Linked DNA regions of Mus musculus: region 1 is linked to region 2. The links are chromatin contacts, called in public promoter capture Hi-C maps. All regions are on one chromosome and are shown on one strand. Each heading gives the region's core, a stretch centred on a gene start, on an enhancer-like site or on the middle of the called end of the contact. The rest is flanking DNA. Distances are from core to core; before and after follow the strand shown.

Region 1 (4,179 bases), core at 1,353-3,852, 72 kb after region 2:
ACTCTCGAGCATTAATGATAAAACCTCATATACAATAATGTCCACTGAATTACTGTAAAGCTAATTGAAAATTACCAATGTTCTTAGACAATAAGATGTATAAAAGCAGTATGATCTATCTATATAAATCAAAGGAAACTAATTACCATAAGAAATGTGAGCTACAGCTTTATATAGTAATACACAAAAATGTATCTTATCTCAGAAATGATTAATCACATGATTAAACACAATCACATGATCCAGAGCCTACAACAGCAGCCACATTAAAATCTCCCATAGGCAAAATTATACCATAGGTTACTTTGAGATGCATTAAGATATGTGTGTGTGTGTGTGTGTATACATATATATATAGTACATATATATACACACAAAAGGTTAAAAATACAAAGTCAGGCATGAGAATTGCACACTACTTTCAGAATACCATTAATACTATGTTGTAGACGAAGCTAAAAAAGAAAGATGGGGAGGGAAAGAAACTAGATGTTTTGAGAAATCTTTTAATGCAAAATTTATGTAATATACTTGGTCAGTATATTCAAAATAATATGCTCAAAATACGTCTATACTAGAGGTCTATACATATAGACAGTAACTATGCAGTCCTCTAAATCTATTTGCCATCCTCTTAGTAAGTTGGTTTTTATTGGTTTGAGCAGCCTCACACCCCAGCTTCTGAGTTGCCTCCTCTTCACTCATTAGCCTCTCAGGTTCTTATCAAGAGCAAAGGTAGGAAGAAGATGAATGCAGAAAGGTAGAGGAAGGGGAAATGTGTTCTCTCTAGAACCTACCAAACTGTGGCTCCTATGCCCCCACAGAATCCTGGGAGGGGACAAATGGTAAGAAAAAGAGACTGTGCAATAGGAAAATTATTATCCACTTTTCTGAGGCTAAGAAAAAAAATCATCCTTTTACCTATAATTAAACAGCATATAAAAATGAACAGACACCTTTGCTTTGCACAAGCATCTTTTCAGTTCTGTGGAAACATTGGTTCATTTCTGCTAATAGGAGCACTGGTTGGTAGATGTAAAAATCTTAACTTAAAAAACAAATCAATAAGCAAGTTATTGCTTAATACTTTGGAGTTTTGTTTTGTTGTTTTGTGTTGTGTTGTTGTTTTGTATCTAAAACGAGCAGTGGTGTGGTTTCAAGGACACCCATCCTGTACCTTCCTCACCCTGCTCACCTAGAAAGGTGACTTTCAGGGACTGCAGTAAAGAATATCCTTGTCCTTTGGCTTACAGTCAGGCTCTACCATGGAAGGCAGTGGGAGCCGAGTAGAGGCAGTAGAGCCTGGAGTGCTCTGCTTCCAGATCACCAGCCACAATGTTCAGGCTTCAGTCTTCTAACAAGCACAGTTCTCTCTTCCATCCTCCCTTCCTCCCTCCCTCACTCCTCTCAATCTCCCCAGTGATTTTCTACCTGCCCTCACCTTTTAGGCCTTGCAAGGCCCCAGAGCAGTTCCCATTTCCCACTGATACCCTTCTTCCCTGCCCAGGTTTTGCAAATAGTTCTCTGGAATCCCTTAACATTTCAAGTGTCTTTCAAAACCACTTTGACATAGCTACCTATAAACCAATCACTGATATTATTCACGGCTCACCATGAATCACTGGAAATTCACAATTGCGTAAAAGACCCAGCTTCTGACTATATATTGTGAATTCAGAAAAATAACATTCTTGCTCCTTCATTCTCCAGACCTGAACTGTCTAAGATGATAGTCACGAACCTTATTCAGCATACTAAACTTAAATTTACAACAATAAAGTGAAATTTTTTTACCCTCAGTCATACTCAGTCACTGGCTCCATTTTAGATGTCGGAGTCAAAAATCAACTCTAGTATCAGAGACAGTTCTACTGAACAATGCTTTATACACCAAACAGACATTTCCAATGATAAAGCAGAAAGATTATCTCTACCTTTGGCTCTACCTTATCATCACAGGTGCAGCCCAGGTCAAAATCAGACTGAAGGTACATAATCCCTGGGTAATTGGGTCTGCTGACTTCCTCTGGTAGGGTTGGCCTAAAGGTATTTGTGCGTAGCAGGTGATTCAAACTTCCATGTGTTCCATTATTGGGAGCTGGCTTCAAGCCTAGGAGATCTGATAGGGAAAAAAAAAGAATGCAGTGTTTCTTATTTGTTCTCTGATGAGATATGATAAGAATCAAAACCCTTCACCTTCCAAGAGCCTATAAATATTGAACACAAATCACAAGAGAACAAACTAAATTACGTCAGCCATTCCTTGCACATCTCCTAAACCATTCTAACCTCACAATGCCCTGCTAACACTTCTTGAAATAACACTTCTCTTCACTGCAAGCGCATGAATAAGGCATCCCAAAAAAACTGGAGTGAAGGAACGTGTGTGTGACAATGTTGGGACCACTGTCCTTCTGGACTTCTTCAAGACTTTCAAAAACCAAATTTTGAAATAAGACATAATCAATAAATACCCACAGCCTGCCCTTCAATGCACTCCACAAAAGTGTGGGGACAAGAAGAGGCTTTGGTGATGAGCCTTGATGGGCCACCAAGGGATAAACGGGGTGATTTCACAGCAACTGAATGGTTGCCAAGTGGGCACACAGTGACTTGCCTAAGCTGAGAGACAGGACAGTGAAGAGCTAGCAGCCAACCTGGGAAAAGAACCCAGGAGACCCGACTTTCAGACTCCCCCTCTAACCACCAGACTGGCACTCCCTTACTAAATAGGAAAAGCTGTCCTCATTCAGCAATGAGAAGCCCAAGGAAGAAAAATAATTAGGAGCACATAAATAGCTGGCTGGGATGCAAGCTGGCAAATTTTTCACTGGGCTGCAATGTAAGAGAGGGAGGTCGGAGAACGCTCTGTCTGCGTGGAACTCTTGCTTCATCGTGTCTCCGACCAACGGTGTCAAACTGTAATGCTATGTTAGATCAGCCAAAGGCTGCCAACACCAACACTATGAAAACTCCCCATTAGTCAACTGTTGAAGGAACACAAAGAAGCCTTAGAAGGGGGTGACATTCTGTCCTTTGAACCAATGGGCAAGTTACTTTTTTTTTTCTTTTTAGGGAGAGGTCTTAGAAAATAGACACCTCATTTCTTTCTCTAGCTGTAAGGAAATTCACTGACCAAAAGTTTCACCGGGTTTGATTGAACAAGTGACTTACCGCACATAACATTATAAAGTTCAATGTTTTCAAATGGAGGCACTTTAGTCCTGTACTTAAAAGTTGGGCCATAACCTACAAAAACAGTCTTCCAAAAGAAAAGAAAAGAAATACAGTTAACCATTTCTGCTTCCATGAACAGCATCTCTTCTGTGTCGGAACATCCTACAGCTTCACAAATCCCATGATTTCCATCCCCTCCAGAGAATTATGAAACTCATATTTAGTTCAGTTTTGTAGACATACCTGCATGCTATTGACCTTGTTATCAAAGCCGTGGTCACCCTGGAAAAAACATTTTCCTGACGGCTTCTTATAAACGTCCAAAGGTTTCCTACGTGAAAACGATTTTATGATCTGTTAGGATTCTGCCCCAAAGCAAGCTGATAGAAAGCAAATTTGGAAGTACATAGGATCCCTGAAAAAATCTGAAGCCAAGTGTCTCTGTTTTGATTACATCATTCCCATGGCAATGACAAGGGACGTCTGTTCATTTCTTTGGTGCCATGGCTTTGCTTATTACCCCAGGTTAAAGGGGAGGTTTTGAAAAGAAGTCAAAGTCTCTCTATGTCTCATGCTTGGACTTAACAAAATATCTCTCCCCGCTATGTGATCACCAAGCTCAGTCCCAAAACACAGGAGGCATTTAAAAATACGCAATGTTGAATCAGTTCGTGGAGCTCTGCATTCTATAAAAAATGTTTGTAGGTAAACTTACCTGGTAGGAAAAGAAAAATCAGAGTTCATGACATGATCAATTTAACACTAACCATAGCATAGTTAATAAAAGCCGGGCCTTACCTAGAAAATCTGTTTAGAAGTAGGGAGGAAATGAAAATATTGCTTGCAAGACATCAGGATCATTTACTCTTAACTTTGTGACAGAAAGACCCCATTACCTAAGTGTGTTATTAAGTATTGCCTAAGTACAGGCAGGGCCCATATTACTGAAGAATAGCACTTGGGGAAAAATAAAGAAATCTAACAAATTGGTTTCTACCCAAG
Region 2 (4,129 bases), core at 1,115-3,614:
TGAATTCAGTTTTTAAACTCTGAACTCTGTGTGTGTGTATGTGTATGTGTGTGTGTGTTTGCTTGTGTCTGTGTGTCAGTGTGTATACATGTGCCACATTATGTGTGTTGAGGTCAGAGAAAAACTTGGAATTTTTTGGTTTTGTTCTTCCACAAAGTGGGTCCTGGGGATGGAATTCAGGTTGTCAGAATGGGTGCTTTACCCAAGGACCCATATCGTCTGCTACAGTAAAGACTTTTAACAGCTCAATTGAAGTCAGTGTAGGCATGATGCCTCAACCACATGCTGAGTGTGGAATCCTAGTAGCAGGGGCATTCTCCTACAGAAGTGCCATGCAGTCATCAAAAGCAGGATGCAGACATGTATGACGAGCATCAAATTTCCACTAACTTTTACCCTATATCTAACAATAGTCTTGACCCCAAAAGGTATCTTTTGTGTTTAGTTATGAAGGTTCTTGAGAGTCCCTTAGGGTGAAACCATTTCTCTCCTTTTTTCCCCCAGGACTTTTATGATCTCAAGTCTTTTGAGTCCAACATCCCATGGTTTCCTACCATGTTGAAGTAGCATCCTTGTTCTGACTCTGTCCTGGGTCATTCCACTTAGTAGCAAGATTCGTTCTTCACTCTCTCAGTGTGCGTGCAACCTTAACGCATGCACTCTCCAGCATGCCATCCTTATAAGGATGAGCCCTTCACCAGCCTCTGGGTGCCTCACCTTTTATAAAAAGCTCCATGAAGGTACCCACATTCCACTTGAATTAGGTTAGAGGGCAGGATGTATAATCAAAGTTGAGTGTTTTAATGGTCTCAAATTCCATTAGCATAAAGTCAGCCTAAAGGCTCCTGATCTATGTGAAGACCAGACTCAAAAAAGAAGCTGTGATGACAACAATTGAGTCAGCCATTGACCAAGTCATCAGGTTCTTTGTTCTCTTCCTTTACAGAATGGCTAATAGCTGCCAAAAAGCACAGTTACTGTTACCACTGTTACCGGTGTGAGTTCTAAGTGGTCTCTGATCAATCCTGCCATCACATTTATTGACTTCATCACTGAGAAAAATACTAATATCTCAATATTCTTTGATTACAAAAGGCAGAAATCAACTTGCCATAGACTCCATTTGCCTAATTGTAAATAGCAGCCCTTTGTGTGTGTGTATGTGCCTCTGTGTGTGTGTGTGTGTGTGTGTGTGTGTGTGTGTGCTTGACACGAGCTAGAGTCATCACAGAGAAAGGAACCACAGTTGGGTCCAACTGGAAGGCATTTTCTCAATTAGTGATCAATGGGGCACCATTGAGGGTGGTGCCATTCCTGGGCTGGTAGTCCTGGGTTTTAGAAAATGGCAGCTGAGCAAGCCACGGGAAGCAAGCCAGTAAGCAGCACCCCTCCACGACCACCGCATCAGCTCCTGCCTCCAGATTCCAGCCCTGAGTGAGTTCCTGTCCTGACTTCCTCCAGTGATGAACTATGATCTGGAAGTGTAAGGCAAATAAACCCTTTCCTCCCCAACTTGCTTTTTGGTCATGGTGTTTTGTCACAGTTAAAACACTGACTAAGACACCCTGTGAACCATGGTTCCCCAGTCTCAGCCTTTGGGGTTTGCCTCACTGTACTGCCTTTCACCCATCCAGCTCTGGTCAAGTTGGAGGCCACTTTGTTTAGTCAGCGTATTCTGGCCTTGCCACTAGTCTTAAAGGACACCTAGGCCTCTCCTATCAAAACACTCACCGAACTGCTTTGTATCTGCTGTTCTTCTCATCTCTCTGCCCTTGGAAGTTACAAAGTGGTTTCCTATACGATGTGTGCAATGCAATGTACATATGTCTTTTATTTACAGAAACACAATTAAAATACATACCTTAAATTAGTTGCCAACATAACAACTCTGGAGATTTTCTTTAATAACAACAACAAACAAAACAACAAAAGATCATCTAGATTTCTATTACTTCTGGGACAGAGGCCCAAGCTTCATCCTCCTGAACTGCACCGATTTTTCTGAAGTCAACCCATGGATGCTTCTCTTTACAAAGACGAATTGCTCCTCAAAACACAGTCCCTATATAACCTCACTGCCTGTACTCATGCACTAGACTTTGTAATCTAGCTCGTAGACCATTCGCTCTCTTCAAACATTGAATGGCATCTTATGGTCTTATGCCTAGTTTCATGTCATTCTCTCTCCCTGGCCACAGATGATCCTGTCAGAGTGCTCAGCAGTCAACAGCGACTGACCAGGCAACTAGACACAGGCTGCTGATCCCTTTAACCATGATTACATGAAATCAACCAGCATGACTGTGCCTAAGGCTCTGTAAACACAGGCCAAGTAGGAAAGGGTGGAGCTGGAGACACTGAGGGAACTGTGGAAAAGAAAATTAGCCAGCTATTGAATTCCAGCTACTGTGACCGGGCTTCTGCTTTGGTAACATTGGGTGTTTGGTCAATGAAATCTTGACCCAAAATAAAATATGTCTACTTTTCCCCACTCTGGGGAGATGACTCTTTTTTTTTTTTTTTAATTCCTTTTTCTTTGGAGATGAGACCACATGTAAAGAGATCAGTTTCCTCAAGCAGCTGTGTGAGGGTTTTTTAAAAAGCTGTTTTTTATTGAATCTGTAACAGCAGTCTGTCTAACTCATTGCCAAATGAGTGTTAGGCATTATTCAAGAGTAATACTCAGAGCTGTGGTTTTCTGGAGAAGAAGTAAAAAGCACTCCTAAGAATAACAAATGAACATTTCTAAAGAACAAATGTTGATCTAATAGCCTTCTACCTCACCAACTATAGACTCCTGCTATGCACTTGGCTGATCACACCAGCCCTAGCATTATCCAGCCAGACTCTCCCTTTTCTGGCAAAGTGGAAGAAACTCCCTACATCTAGAACGACATCGCCGAGGCCTTCCTTCCCAGATAAAGAAGATTCTTCTTATCTTCTAATCTTCATCCTTCCTATCCAGCTTGTCCAGGCATAACTCATCTTTTAACATTTATTTTACCATATCTAGCACACACAGATACAATATCGTCACTATATCACATCAAACACACCTTATCCCTAATACTACACAGCACTCCAGCACTCATGCATTCACACACATACACTCACAAACACACACACACACATGCACACACACCTATCCCTGGTTGAGAACATCCATGATTTTAGAATTATCCTACAGAATCAGTTTTTATTCATTGTTACTATAGTTCAGAGATAGGAATTTTAGACAGCTAAAACATGGTCATTTCCACTTCTAGACAGTACTCCATTAATGCTGTGAGCCTTGAAATCACAGAGAACTGTGTTCATATTTTGGTGCTCCTAACTTGGTACTCAACTTCCTGGCTGACCTAAATCAAGTCACTTAACTGCATCAGAAGTGAATCATGATGAATTGGTTTGGGAAAATATTGACTATAGGAATAGACATGAGAACAAGTTACAAACATAAAAAAGTATTTCATTATGATTAAAAATAACATTAGTAAAATGTTTTTAGTACATAACATCTTTTTTGTACACGTTATCAAAATCATACAACTCTTCCTCATGACCTCTGCAGGGTGATGTCATCCCCATAAGTCTACCTTCACAGGGTGGGAATCACAGATGACCAAGAGCAATTCACTGATGGTTATACACTAAACAAGCAAGAGTCTGGACTGCGACTGCTTAGCCTATATGATGCTTTTAGTTGGGGTCCAGGGATTATCTCACAAAACACACAAACTACTGTGGTAGAAGGCCTTGTCTATATGCATGCCCTAACTTGTCTTCAAGGATGGGACTTGTCTAACATTCATGTCTTGACTTACCAACCAGAATGTCAGTTTCCAGGGAGGTCTTGGGAACTTAAACTTTACTGAACCGCTACTCAAAATAGAAGTCTTATTCCAAATGGTTTCTTATCTTAGTACAGGTGTCTCTTATGTTGGGGTCTATCCCTTATACCTTAAAAGCTTATACACAGATTCAGTGTATGTTGGATAGTCCGTTCAGATAGGTCCAAGCTTACTGTAGATAACTATACAAAACAGTTCTACTGACTTCTATTGTGGTTGGTTTCCAGGGGCACAGAACATAACAGACTATGTAATCAATATTGGTATTAGAAAGTTTC

What was found. Capture Hi-C pulls out chosen DNA fragments and counts their contacts.
Region 1: a contact with region 2 is called in a promoter capture Hi-C map of adipose tissue. The contact joins two enhancer-like sites. A contact is called at or near these places in 5 of 484 Hi-C or Micro-C datasets (the C2C12 cell line, embryonic fibroblasts, muscle stem cells and 1 more), 1 of 115 datasets of contacts at active chromatin or transcription factors (a colorectal cancer cell line) and 3 of 9 other capture datasets (adipose tissue, liver and pancreatic islet).

The regions. Positions count from the first base shown.
Region 1 is chr15:54,860,564-54,864,742 of GRCm38.p6, forward strand. Enpp2 (ectonucleotide pyrophosphatase/phosphodiesterase 2) reads right to left here. Exons shown (of 25, transcript NM_015744.4): 16 at 3,421-3,508; 17 at 3,175-3,262; 18 at 1,935-2,119. Among named protein-coding and RNA genes, the nearest start is that of Enpp2, 57 kb to the right of the region's middle. Within about 2 kb of position 2,603, at least 15 of the 459 cell types and tissues checked have an H3K27ac peak or open chromatin away from gene starts, as enhancers often do. A contact at or near this core is called in adipose tissue, where this site is marked.
Region 2 is chr15:54,789,122-54,793,250 of GRCm38.p6, forward strand. No RefSeq gene overlaps it. Among named protein-coding and RNA genes, the nearest start is that of Ccn3, 45 kb to the left of the region's middle. Within about 2 kb of position 2,365, at least 17 of the 459 cell types and tissues checked have an H3K27ac peak or open chromatin away from gene starts, as enhancers often do. A contact at or near this core is called in adipose tissue, where this site is marked.